2 separate regions of the Hordeum vulgare genome follow, and region 1 is linked to region 2. A link is a contact called in public Hi-C data. All regions are on one chromosome and are shown on one strand. The core of a region is the stretch at or near the end of the contact, and the rest is flanking DNA. Distances in the headings are between cores, read along the strand shown. Region 1 holds the start of LOC123442903 (ATP-dependent 6-phosphofructokinase 6-like). Region 2 has its middle 28 kb from the start of LOC123442902.

Region 1 (6,590 bases), core at 267-2,766, 230 kb before region 2:
CAGCCACTGTAATTAACCAGCCGAGCATCGTTAGCATCATAACAAAGCACTATGCTAATCCTAAAATACTAGCCGGAGCATTGTAATTTACACATGCAAAACAAACAAGAGCAGCAACTCCAGAAGTCCTCACCTCTATGCCAACGACGCTGGTGACACCGTACATGTCGTACAGCCCGCAGACGAGCTCGCGGATGACCGTGTTGAGCCCGGGGCAGAGGCCGCCGCAGGTGACGATGGCGGCGTTCACCTCATCGGGCTGGAAGTAGACCCTCTGCCGCGGCCCGGCGCGCCGGAAGTGTGTGCCTCTCGCACTGGTCTTGCGAACAACAATCTGCAATCCATCCACAAAGTCAGCCTCAGCAGATTACCTCGTATTCTGCTCGCCCAAAAGCATATAATTCACGGAAAATTTCTCACCTTTTGCGTGACGGTGTCGTCCGTGTTGACGAAGTACTGCCTGGGATGGACAACACGTGGTTGGAGCAGGAAGAAAGGTCAGGCGGTCAGCTTCGGGAAACTGAGCTGCGCAGGGCAAAGAGAGGAGGGGAATTCTTACTTGACGACCGAGTAGGCAGGGTTGTCCTGGAGTGGATTCGGGTACGTCTGCAGATCATCAACGGTAACAGTAGGTGAGCAATCGATTCAATTCAAGGATTCTGTAACTGTAATCTGCAGACAAATCGCACACAGAAACTGAAATTTCAGTTTCTTCCGGGGATCGATCGATCGGTCGACTGATTTCCCCGTGCTCCAAAATTACTGGAGCAGCTGAGCTGCATGTCGATCAGTTTCTGCTCGAATCCAAACTAGAATCGGCAAAAAAAAAATGCGTGACAAAAAGATGCGAGAATCCACGGAAGGGCGCCAAAAAGGGGCCCCGGGAAAGCAGAAGAACTTGGGCAGCTCCGAGCTGATGATCCCCGCGAGGCCGCGACGGGAAATCAACCGGACTGAGGCGGCCGATCGAGAAGCGGGGGACGGCAGGAGGAGCACGGGGGCTCAGGCACGCACCGGGAGCTCGGGCATGTAGTCGGTGAGGTGGGGCACGTCCTCGAGCACGTAGCCGGCGTCGCCGCCCACGAGCTTCTTCTTCATCGCCCACTTGCACGGCGCCTTGGCGGCGGCGGCGGCGGAGGCGAGGGGCTCCTTCCTCGGCTCGAGAAGCTTCATCTTCTGCTCCGCCACCGCCACCGCCGCGGGGGCGGGGGCGACGCCGACGGCCTCCATGGCAGGGAGGGACCCCGTCGGTGAGCACGAGGTGGAAAGTGGGGGGAAAAAGAGGTGGTTTTGAGATCACGAGGGAGCTTAAGCTTAGCCGGTGATTCTGGGAGTGATCCTCTCGCTCTTGCTCTTGGTGTGTGGGGAGGAGAGCCGCGGGGGCGGGGGATTATATATTCGGATTAGCGCCGTCCGCGCCGCCGTTAGCAGGCTGGGTTTGACGGCGGCGACGGGGTTTGACGGCCGCACGAGGGGAGAAGAGGGGATGGGAGGTGGGAAACTTCGCGGGGTTCCCGCGAGGGGCATCCGGGTTTCGGCCTATTTACGGGCGTGCCATTTCGTGCTGGCCTTGCGCGAGAAGAAATGTCGCCGGGGGTCGTCTTGTCAGTGTCCGATTGGATGTCCTCTATCACGGGGCACTGATGCGGCGTGTAGGGTGCATTTCTCTTTTTAGGTCGTCCTGGTATTTATTTGAGTGAAAAAACATCGCCCACTTTGCTTGAATTGAGTTTAGTTTTCAGAGAAAAGTTCATATTCCATCCCTCAACTAACAAATCAATTTAATTTATGATTTTGACCATTGAAATCAGTTGAAATACAACCTCAAATTACCATAAGATTCAAAACTCAACCCTGATCTCGGTTTTCCATTGATCAAGCGTTTTTTTGGCAGCAGTGAATGTCGACTAGGCATATGCCAACTTAGCATAAGGTTTGGAGGACTATAAAAAGTTGGATCGCCCTTTTGTGTCTCACTCGCTACCCCTACTCTTCCTCAGAGACATGTCCTCACTGCTACCATGCCTGCCGCAATTGACTTCGACCATCGCCGGTAAGCGGCGACCAACGTCGTTGCATTGCCGCTGCTTGTCCCCTGAGCCCCACCCCGATCCACCCCACCAAAGCAACCCTCCTTCCCGACGACATCGACATATTTCGTCGCCACATACCCACGAATGGTGGTGACGCGCCTTACCACTTTAGCGCTTAGCAAGTTCTTCTACCCTGCTCTTCCCATCCTTATTCACTCGCATCAGCTGTCCCCAATCCTCCTCGAAAACCATAATATTTAAGGTATATTTTGTGTCGCCGGTGATTGGTGGTGGTGGAGAGCTCATAAGTAAGGTGGAAGTCCGTTGGTGAAGAAGAGCAAGTGATTTCCATCAATTGCGTACCATTTAAACCAATTTTATGGTACGTTATTAAAAATTTGATTGTTTAGATTTTACTTTCAGTTAGAGTAGTAACAATTTTTTTTGTCTCCACTTTAGATTGAATGTATCCCCACTAGATCTCTTGATTGTGTGGTTTCATTTCAACCGTGTCCTGTGTGTGAGTATTTGGAATACTTTGGGGGCGGAGAGAAATTTTCTCATGTAGAGCTTCGCGGTTTGAGCTTAGTATGTCTGATTGCAAATCTGAAAGTGCATGATTGTGTTGCTGAGAGAGAAGCAATCATGATGGTGTATTGCTTATGCCCTGGAAAAAATTGTGTGATGAATTGATGGCATTGGTTTCAGGAAATTCTATGAAGTCTATGCTCTTGTATGTAAGAGATGGAGGTGTAGTGGACATTTTTGTTGAGGATATTATTGATAATGAAACCACACAACAAAGTTATTGAGATGATTAAGTACCTAGAGGCGATGAAGATTATTAAAATCAAATGTATTGGTATGATGAAGTACGTGCAAGTGGTAAAGATAATTCAAAGCAAAGTGATGGAATTGAGGACAATGGTACTGATGAGGATGATACAGGGAGATTAGGTAGGAGTACAAGGATGTCGAGAGAAAGAGTAAGGGCAGGCGCAACACTACAACATATGTGGAGAAGGCAATGAGTCTCAACCAAAAAAAGATGGTAGCTGATGTTGGGAAACGTCGCATGGGAAACAAAAAAAAATCTGCGCTCACCAAGATCAATCTATGGAGATCAACATCTACAAGAGGGAGAGTGCGTCTACATACCCTTGTAGATCGCTAAACGGAAGCATTGAGAAACGCGGTTGTTGTAGTCAAACGTCTTCGCGATCCAATCACGATTTGTCCCGTGATCCGATCACGAACGTCTCGATCAAGTGTCGAACGGACGACACCTCCGCATTTAGCACACGTACAACCCGATGACGTCTTCACCACCTCGATCCAACGAGCGTAGATGAAGTAGTAACCGAGTTCTCTGGCAGCACAACAACATGGTGGCAGTAAGAAATACTACAAGAGAGAGAGGAGGGCAGCACTGTGGCTTATTCAGGTGTGGCTGCCCTCCCTCTCCTCTTGTATATATAGGAGGGAGGGAGGAGGGCTGCGCCCTAGGGTTTCCCCAAGGCGTGGGGCTTGGCCACCAAGAAAGGTGGCGCCACCCTTGGGCCAACCCTCCACCAACCCTTAGCCGCATGGGCCTAGGTGGGGAGGGGCGCCCAGTCCACTAGGGGCTGGTGTGCACCCAACTCAGCCCATGTGGCCCCTTCGAGGGTGGTGGACCCCTTCTGATGAACCCCGGAACCCTTTCGGCACTTCCCGATATATTACCGATGATGCCCGAATTTTTTTGGTGACCAAAACGGAAATTCCTATATATCAATCTTTACCTCTGGACCATTCTGAAGCCCCTCGTCATGTCCAGGATCTCATCCAGGACTCCGAACAACCTTCGGTCACCAACACAATAACTCAACTATATCTATATCATCACCGAGCGTTAAGTGTGCACACCCTGCGAGTTTGAGAACTATGGAGACATGACCAAGACACCTGTACGGTCAATAACCAATAGCGGGACCTGGATGCCCATATTGGTTCCTACAAATTCTACAAAGATCTATGTCGGTCGAACCAAAGATGTCATGGATTCAGCTAATCCCGTATGCAGTTTCGTTTGTCCATCAGTATATTACTTGCCCGAGATTCGATCGTCGGTATCTCCATACCTAATTCAATCTCGTTATCGGCAAGTCTCTTTACTCGTTTCGTAATACAAGATCCCGTGACTAACTCCTTAGTCACATTGCTTGCAATCTTATTGTGATATTGTATTACCAAATGGGCCCCAGGATACCTCTCCGTCACACGGAGTGACAAATCCCAGTCTTGATCCATGCCAACTCAACAGACACCCTCGAAGATACGTGTAGATCATCTTTATAATCACCCAGTTACGTTGTGACGTTTGATACACATAAGTTATTCCTCCGGTGTGAGTGAGCTTCATTATCTCATGGTCATAGGAACATATACATTGACATGCAGAAAGCAATAGGAGTAAACTGGATACGATCAAACGCCATGCTTACGGTTTGGGTCTTGTCCATCACATCATTCTCCTAATGATGTTATCCCGTTATCAAATGACAACTCATGTCTATGGCTAGGAAACCTTAGTCATATTTGATAAACGCGCTAGTACAGTAGAGGCTTACTAGGGACACTTCGTTGTCTATGTATCCAGACATGTAGTTGAGTTTCCAATCAATACAATTATAGCTTGGATAATAAACAATTACCATGAATAAGGAAATATAATAATAACCACTTTATTATTGCCTCTAGGGCATATTTCCAACAGTCTCCCACTTGCATTAGAGTCAATATTTTAGTATTACAAGGTAATTAATCTAACACCCGTAGAGCTCTAGTGCTCATCATGTTTTGACCGTGGAAGAGGTTTAGTCAATGGATCTGCAACATTCATATCTATATGTACTTTCAAATGTTTATGTCCTCCTCCTTGATGTAATCGTGGATGGAATTGAAGCGTCGCTTTATGTGTATGTTCCTTTTGTGAAACCTTTGTTCCTTGGCTAGAGAAATGTCACTAGTGTTGTCACAAAACAAGGTCATTGGATCCAGTGCATTGGGCACAACTCCAAGATGCGTCATGAACTGCTTCATGCAGACACCTTCCTTCGCTGCTTCCAAAGCAGCTATGGACTCCACTTCACATGTAGAATTAGCTACCACGCTTTGCTTGAAACGACACCATCTTACCGCTCCACCATTTAGAATAAATACGTATCCAGATTGGGACTTAGAGTCATCCGAATCAATGTCAAAGCTTTCATCGACGTAACCCTTTACGATGAGCCCTTTATCACCTCCATAAACGAGAAATATTTCCTTAGTCCTTTCACGTACTTAAGGATATTCTTGACCGATGTTGGTGTTCCATTCCTGGATCACTTTGAAACCTTCCGGTCATACTTATGGCAAGGCTGACATCTGGTCTTGTGCACAACATCACATACATTATTGAGCCTATGGATGAAGCATAGGGGATGGCACTCATCTTTTCTCTATCCTCTGTTAACGCTGGGCATTGAGGCTTACTCAACTTCACACCTTGCAGGACAGGCAAGACCCCCTTCTTGGACTGATCCATTCTGAACTTCTTCAAAATCTTATCAAGCTATATGCTTTGTGAAAGTCCTATCGAGCGTCTTAATCTATATGTACAGATCTTGATGCCTAATAAGTAAGCAACTTCTCCAAGGTCTTTCATTGAAAAACTCTTATTCAGATATATCTTCATGCTTTCCAAGAGTTCTATATTGTTTCCAATCATCAATATTTCATCCACATATAATATTAGAAACGATATAGATCTCTCACTCACTTTCTTGTAAATACAAGCTTCTCCATAAACTTGTATAAACCCAAACGCTTTGATCACCTCATCAAAGTGAAGATTCCAACTCTGAGATTCCTGCACCAGTCCATAAACGGATCGATGGAGCTTTCATACTATGTCAACATTCTTTGGATCGACAAGACCTTCTGGTTGTATCATATACAACTCTTCCTTAAAGAAATCGTTAGGGAATGCTGTTTTGACACCCATCTGCCAGATTTCATAATCGAAAAATGCATCTATTGCTAACATGATTTTGACAGACTTAAGCATCGCTACGGGTGAGAAAGTCTCATCATAGTCAACTCCTTGAACTTGTGAGAATCCCTTTGCCACAAGTCGAGCTTTATGGATGGTGACATTACCGCCCGCGTGCATCTTCCTCTTAATGATCCATTTGTGTGAATAGCCTTTCGACACTTTGCCCTCGGATCGGAGATAGAAGGTCTACCCAACTGTTTCCTTTGGGTATCATATGAATACGCATTTATCCGCTTTGGGTTCAAGCTTATCAGGCTGAGGCCTTTTGACATAAGAGTCGCAACCTCAAACATTAAGAAACGACAACTTAGGTTTCTTGCCAAACCATAGTTCATACGGCGTCATCTCAATGAATTTAGATGGAGCCCTATTTAAATTGAATGCAGCTGTTTGTAATGCATAACCCCAAAACGATAGCAGCACATCGGTAAGAGACATCATAGCACGCACCATATCCAATAAAGTGCGATTACGATGTT
Region 2 (6,527 bases), core at 1,340-3,839:
AGTAGCTAGATGGCTTCTTCTCTCTCTTGGATCTTCAATACAAAGTTCTCCATGATCTTCATGGAGATCTATCCGACGTAACTTTCTTTTGCGGTGTGTTTGTCGAGATCCGATGAATTGTGGATTTATGATCAGATTACCTATGAATATTATTTGAGTCTCCTCTGATTTCTTATATGCATGATTTCGTATCCTTGTAATTCTCTTCGAGTTATGGGTTTCGTTTGACCAACTTGATCTATAATGCTTGCAATGGGAGAAGTGCTTGGTTTTGGGTTCATACCGTGCGGTGTCTTCACCTGTGACAGAAGGGGTAGCGAGGCACGCATCGTGTTGTTGCCATCAAGGGTAAAAAGATGGGGTTTATATCATATTGCATGAATTTATCCCTCTACATCATGCCATCTTGCTTAAGGCGTTACTCCGTTTGTTATGAACTTAATACACTAGATGCATGCTGGATAGCGGTCGATTTGTGGAGTAATAGTAGTAGATGCACACAGTATCGGTCTACTTGTCTCGGACGTGATGCCTATATGTATGATCATTGCCTTAGATATCGTCATGACTTTGCGCGATTCTATCAATTGCTCGACAGTAATTCATTCACCCACCGTAATACTTGCTATCATGAGAGAAGCCTCTAGTGAACACTATGGCCCCCGGGTCTATTTTACACATCATATATTCAGATCTACATACCCAAAATATTTTGCTGCACCTTTATCTTTTTACCTTTCATCACTATCAGATATCACCTTGCAAGTAATCGTGAAGGGATTGACAACCCCTTTATCGAGTTGGGTGCAAGTTTGTTTGTTTTTGTGTAGGTTCATTGGTGCCTCATCTTGATACTCCAACTGGATTGATACCTTGGTTCTCAAACTGAGGAAAATACTTATCGCTACTTTGCTGCATCACCCTTTCCTCTTCAAGGGAAAAACCAACGCAAGCTCGAGAAGTAGCACTGTCCAATCTGATATTGAAGGCCGAAACTGTGTTCGAAGTGCTGAGATTTCATATTCAGAGTGTTGTTCAGCCTGTTAAGCCAACAAGACAGCCTCATATGGAAAATTGTTCAAACAGGAATTGTGTTCGCCTCGTCGAGCCAGTTGATTTTGATATATATTTTGTCTCAATCCGGGTTCGTGTGCGACCTGAAGGGACAAAACAAGATCAGGCTGAAGTTTCACTCACGGATCCGAATGAAAAGTTTGCCATCCAAGTGGAGTTCGCCATCTGAGTGGAATTTGCCATCCGAGTGGAAAGTTTGTCATCGAGTGGAGTTTGTCATCCGAGTGGAATTTGCCATCCGAGTGAAAAGTTTCTAAACACGAGTGGAACTTGGGTGAGATACATGAATTCCGAGTGACAGTATAACTATCCGAGTCAAGGCTTGATAACCGAATGAAAATTTTCCAAATACGAGTGCAATTTCGGCCAAGGAGTCATGGATTCAGAGTGAAAATTGTTGTCCGAGTGAAAATCACTCGACCGACTAAAAGGGGTTCCGACTCCGAGTGACTCAACCAGAAGGTAGAGATTGGCCCGTATGGTCATCTAGATGGCCTCGGATGGAAAAGTGTTCAACATGACAGTTGTTTGTAACGTCGAAATGGTCAACTTTGCTTTTAAGATCATTATCATATGAGGTAGTACACGGCCTGAAGAGATGCTACAACACTCGAACGGTCTAGTCCGCTATATGACCGATGTCGATTCAAAGTTGAAGATGACTTTGTGGAGTATTCAAGATGACCTTATTTGGAAAAGTGGTCAACATGAGAGTTGTTCGTATAGTCAATACGGTCGATTTTGATATATAAGTCGTCTCAATCAAAGGTCATAGGCGGATTTCACAGCCTACGCAAGAAATAAGACAGAAGATTGGGTCAGATTTGGGATGAATCCGAGTTAGGCTAGAAGTAGGACTCTAGGACGTGATTTGCTGTAGTTTTCTTGTAAGGAAAGCCTAGATGAATCCTTTGCTTGTACGGGAAGTCCAGCCGCCTCTTATATATGTTGCGGGTGACGGCCAATTGAACAACACACAATCGAAACATCAATATATTACTTTTTTATCTACGTTTTATCCTTCCATCGTTTTCATCTCCCGTTCTTCGTTGTTCCTCGAATTCGAGAGCTGCGAATCCCGAGGCCCTATGGGCGAGCGAATCGACCTAGGGCAGCCCATAGCCGCCGCACTCCCTGACGGGGTCCCTCCCGGGCGTGTGGGGTTTCGGGTCTTTAAAAACATCCGTCGACTGTCTTGCGCATCGCGCTGTCGGTCGGATCTCCTTCGAAGTGAGCTGCGGTGCATCACCCCGGCGTCGAGGGTACACGTGAGGCGTTCGTGTGTCAACACCTACCATGAAATACGGCGACATACTGTCTTTCATGCCACGCTGGAAAATGCAATACGGATGTCCTAATGCTGATTTCGCGTTGTGGATTTCGAGCTACCTACAGACCGGCCTCTGCAACGTTTTTTCGCTATTTACTCGGCCGGCCCTGTGGAGAAAGTACATGGATGCAAGACACCAGCAAACAAAAAAGAATCCACTGCCGACCACTCCTTTTCTTAGTCTCGTCTCGTCCATGTGATGTGAGCATGTGCCAAGTGGACGTGCGATCCGTCTGGGCTTCCTGAGCCGCTCATATTCTTCTCGCATTTTCTCGAATGTATGCTATTATGCCTAGGGGATTCGAGTCAAAAGCAAGGGGACCCGTGCCTTGATAGCCTATAAACCTCTCACCCGGTTTTGTGATAAGCTGATCGGTATGAGCAGGATTGGATGCCTGCAAGTTTTGGTGACGGTGACGGTGACGGTGACGGGAGGATCCGCGTGATTCCCTGGGATATTCTTGTGCACGGCTTGCTAGTCTGCCTGATCAGATGTTTGGTCGTGACTTGCGAGAGAGCGGGATGATGGTTGCCGTTGACGTAATACCGCAGCACTGGAGTAGAACTGTACCGAGATCCTTTCACATTCTCTGTGTGCTTGTGCATTGCCTCCGCTCAAATAAATTTGAAGAATGTGGATCACGCAGTTCATTTGTTTTCTCCGAGTCAAATTTGACGAAAGGTCCTCTCGGAGCGACACGAGAGGCGCATCCCTAGCCGTCGGCCGCTCCGACTCTTCCCCTACTCCTTCCGTTCCGTCGTCATCGGGGGACATCGCCGGACAGAGCCCGGGCGTTCGACAATGGCAGCGGAGGGTTGTTCCTCCTTTTCGGGTAGTGCGGCGGCGAGGGCACTAGATCCGCGGGGTTATGGCCTCTTCCTCGATCCATGGCGGCGCGACGGCTCCCAGCAGAGGCGCTTGTGGTGGTGCGGCTGGAGACGGTCAAAGGATGGAGGTGAGGTGTGGTTGATCGCCGCAGCGGCGTCCTATCTGGATCCGATCTTGGCAGTAGCGGCGGCAGCGTCCGGCACGAATCCGAACATGGCAGTGGCGGCGTCTCCTCCGCCGGGGATGACCGGCCAGGTGATGGGTCCTTGCGGCCGCGTCGGTGATGACAGATCTTGGGATCCCGCTCCCGAGGACGTCAGAGGACATGTGTGGTGGCCGAAGCTTCCTCCGGCGTGTCGACGACACTTGATGCGGGATCACGACGACAGTTGTGGTTGTATGGGCGGTGACAATGGGGGTGGGGGTGGAATGGCAGTTGCCGTTGTATGAGCGAGAACAATGGCGGGCGCGACGGTGGGTGCTCCCTGTAGTGCCCAGAATTATGGTGGCGGCCCCTCTTCATCGATGAAGACGAATTTCGGGGTCGTGTGGGCGACTCGGATCTGGATCTCCAGGTGGCACCAACCTTTCTAAGGCTGGTGGTGGTATGGGACGTTCCCTTCACCAACAGACCGGGTTCGATGCGGCTTGGCAGGTGACAAAAACGCCTCTTTCAGAGTTGTCGGGCAGTGCCTGTTGTTGGCAGGTGAAGCCGCCGACGGATGCTACGCATGGTGTCTTATGCGGAGACGTCAAGTCATGCCTGCTACAGCCAGGTGCTGCATGGTGGCTCTGACAAAGGTGTCATGTTTAGCCTGTTGCTACTGGATCGAAGGTGGCGTGACAGTAGCGGGAGGGAGGTGGTATGGGACATCTTTGTCTTTCGTTGTCTTCTCGAGAGGTGTCCGGCTATTGAGGCGTCAGTGGCAGGATAAGGGCGGATGGTGCGGATTGCTTCAACGACGAGTTTATGCACTCCGGTGGAAACACAACATCTTCGGTCAGGCTATGTCAACGTGCGTTTGCGTCGTGTCCTTGCTGAAGGTGGTGGATTGAAGCTTGGCTTTGAAGATGAGAATCCGGAATTCAATATTAGGTGGACTCGCCATCATCGGTGCATCGATTCCTTGTTGAAGGCGTAGCCTAGGAGTTGTGTATTTTGCGTTTCTCATGTGTATTCTAACATAGAGTTAGTGGAGAGCTGATGGAGTACTGTAGCAAGTCTGCGGTCTTAGATTTTTTCCGTTTTATTTCTGAATCGATGTTGTTTGGTTGCTGAATTTTGTATTTTTTAATAATATATAGTTGTGTGCATCGTATTGATGCAGAGTTGGGGTGATCCTCCTTCTTAAATTTTGTTTTCTTTCCTCATTATGCAGGGATGGGCTGGCGTTGGCCGATGGCCAACTATTCCTGAACATCCTTATAGAAAAATTAAACAGTTTCCAGGACTCGTTTGGTTTCCTACACATGTGGCACTGTTTCTTAACAAGCAAGCAAAACTGCTAGGCACATGTGCGAAGATGTTTCGGCTCCACAAACAATCTGTCCGTTTTATTGTTCTCTAATTTGATGGATTGCCATCTCCAACATCAAGCGTTCAACAAATATGAGTGAAATTGGGGTGACAATTTCCATAGTTGACCATCGGAGAATATTAGAAAATTCATATAAATCTTCTCAAAGTTCTCCTTGTCCGGGAGGAGAATAATTTTTTGACCAGTATTGATCGCCTCCAGAAACTTGGTGTCCACTTGCTTCCTCCTTGCTCATGAAGGCGACACATACCGATGGAATCAAGAAGGCAAGATTCAAATGCTCCTTCTATATAGAAGCACAAAAGGAATGCTAGTTAATTGGTGGCGAAGTCGAGCTTGCCCGTTCATTGGCGTACCTGGGTCTCCAACAGAAGCCCATAGGGCACACATGTAATTAGAGGGGATGTATCATAATATATATGCCAAATGATAGGAGCAAACATCAACTTGTTAGGTTGCATGATTTCATTATTTCGTACCTCTCCATCCCTGTCCCATGTCATCTCCATATATCCATTGGTTAAAGGTTTGATCTATGTATAAAGTTCGGCCATGGTGTACCAATGGATGAAGCAGTACATGAAAGTTACATGCACATATTAATTGCAGTCAGACAAACTATGTCTGGATCATGATAGTATAAAGTATCATACGCTATATCGAAAGTGCCTTTCTGCTCCCGAGCTCATTTGAGCTCGGATGAACAGTAAAATCGAAAAAAATTCAAAAAATGTTCAGACCAACTTTGACAAAAGTTCTAAGTGCATGCAAAAATTTGATATGAACTAACATTTCTACAAGACGTGGAAAAATAAAGAAAATCGACACTCTGAAAATGCGTATTTTCAGAGTATCCATTTTGTTTATTTTGTCACGCCTTGTAGAAATGTTAGTTCATGCCAATTTTTTGCATGCACTTAGAACTTTTGCAAAAGTTGGTCTAAAAAAAATTCAGAATTTTTTGAACATTTTTCGATTTTACTGTTCACCCGAGCTCAAATGAGCTCGGGAGCAGATACTCCACGTCCACGCTATATGCTAGTATCATACATATAATATTATATTCGTAATGCATAATATCATATATTTGTATCATATGATAGTTCATTTATTATCATGCATGACAGATAGTAGCATAACATTTAATATAATATGATATCATGATACCATACCCAACCCTCTCTTGCTTTGTTTAATGTTATGTCACTTCATTAAAATTGCTTAGTTGACATGCATAATACTACTTATGATACTTCTGTTACGAAGAACCTAAAATGTACCATTCATGCATGGAGTCATCCGGTGTCATCATCCAGTAAAGAAATTCTTGCTGCTTTTCCCAATGAATGTCTACACTTTGTAAAAAAAATCAAGTTTGTGCTGTCAAGTGATGCATGCAACCTTTTTTTGCTTCTTCTTGTCAAGATGTGAACATGTGATCTTTTTCTATATCAAATGATAGCGTTCTTTTGTTTTATTGTTGTTATTTGTTCATGTTGCAAATAAGAAGAACGCATTGCTTGGCTTAATCCAACTCGAAATTTGCCTTGTTATATTTGTTCGCACAAATGCAACATGAACATCTTTATAGTACGTCTTCAAGTAGGATTAGCCGAGGCAAAGACACACTCGGCCTCTGGTTCATTTTTAAATTGAAGGATGCAAATTACATACATATGTGGACAACATCGCCGCCTCCATCAGTTAATCATTACTACTAACAAATCCTTGGTTTGATTCTACTCATCCATTTCAT

What was found. A called contact is a pair of places that touch in the nucleus more often than the background predicts.
Region 1: a contact with region 2 is called in a Hi-C map of leaf, with 3 times the contacts expected there. The contact joins the promoter of LOC123442903 here to the enhancer-like site in region 2. A contact is called at or near these places in 3 of 6 Hi-C or Micro-C datasets (leaf and seedling) and 1 of 1 datasets of contacts at active chromatin or transcription factors (embryo).

What each region holds. Positions count from the first base shown.
Region 1 is chr3H:46,130,295-46,136,884 of MorexV3_pseudomolecules_assembly, reverse strand. It overlaps LOC123442903 (ATP-dependent 6-phosphofructokinase 6-like), which reads right to left and starts at 1,516. Exons shown (of 11, transcript XM_045119083.1): 1 at 1,015-1,516; 2 at 560-606; 3 at 421-460; 4 at 134-334. The coding sequence starts at 1,230.
Region 2 is chr3H:45,905,348-45,911,874 of MorexV3_pseudomolecules_assembly, reverse strand. No RefSeq gene overlaps it. Among protein-coding and RNA genes, the nearest start is that of LOC123442902, 28 kb to the right of the region's middle. Within about 2 kb of position 2,589, at least 2 of the 3 cell types and tissues checked have open chromatin away from gene starts, as enhancers often do. A contact at or near this core is called in leaf, where this site is marked.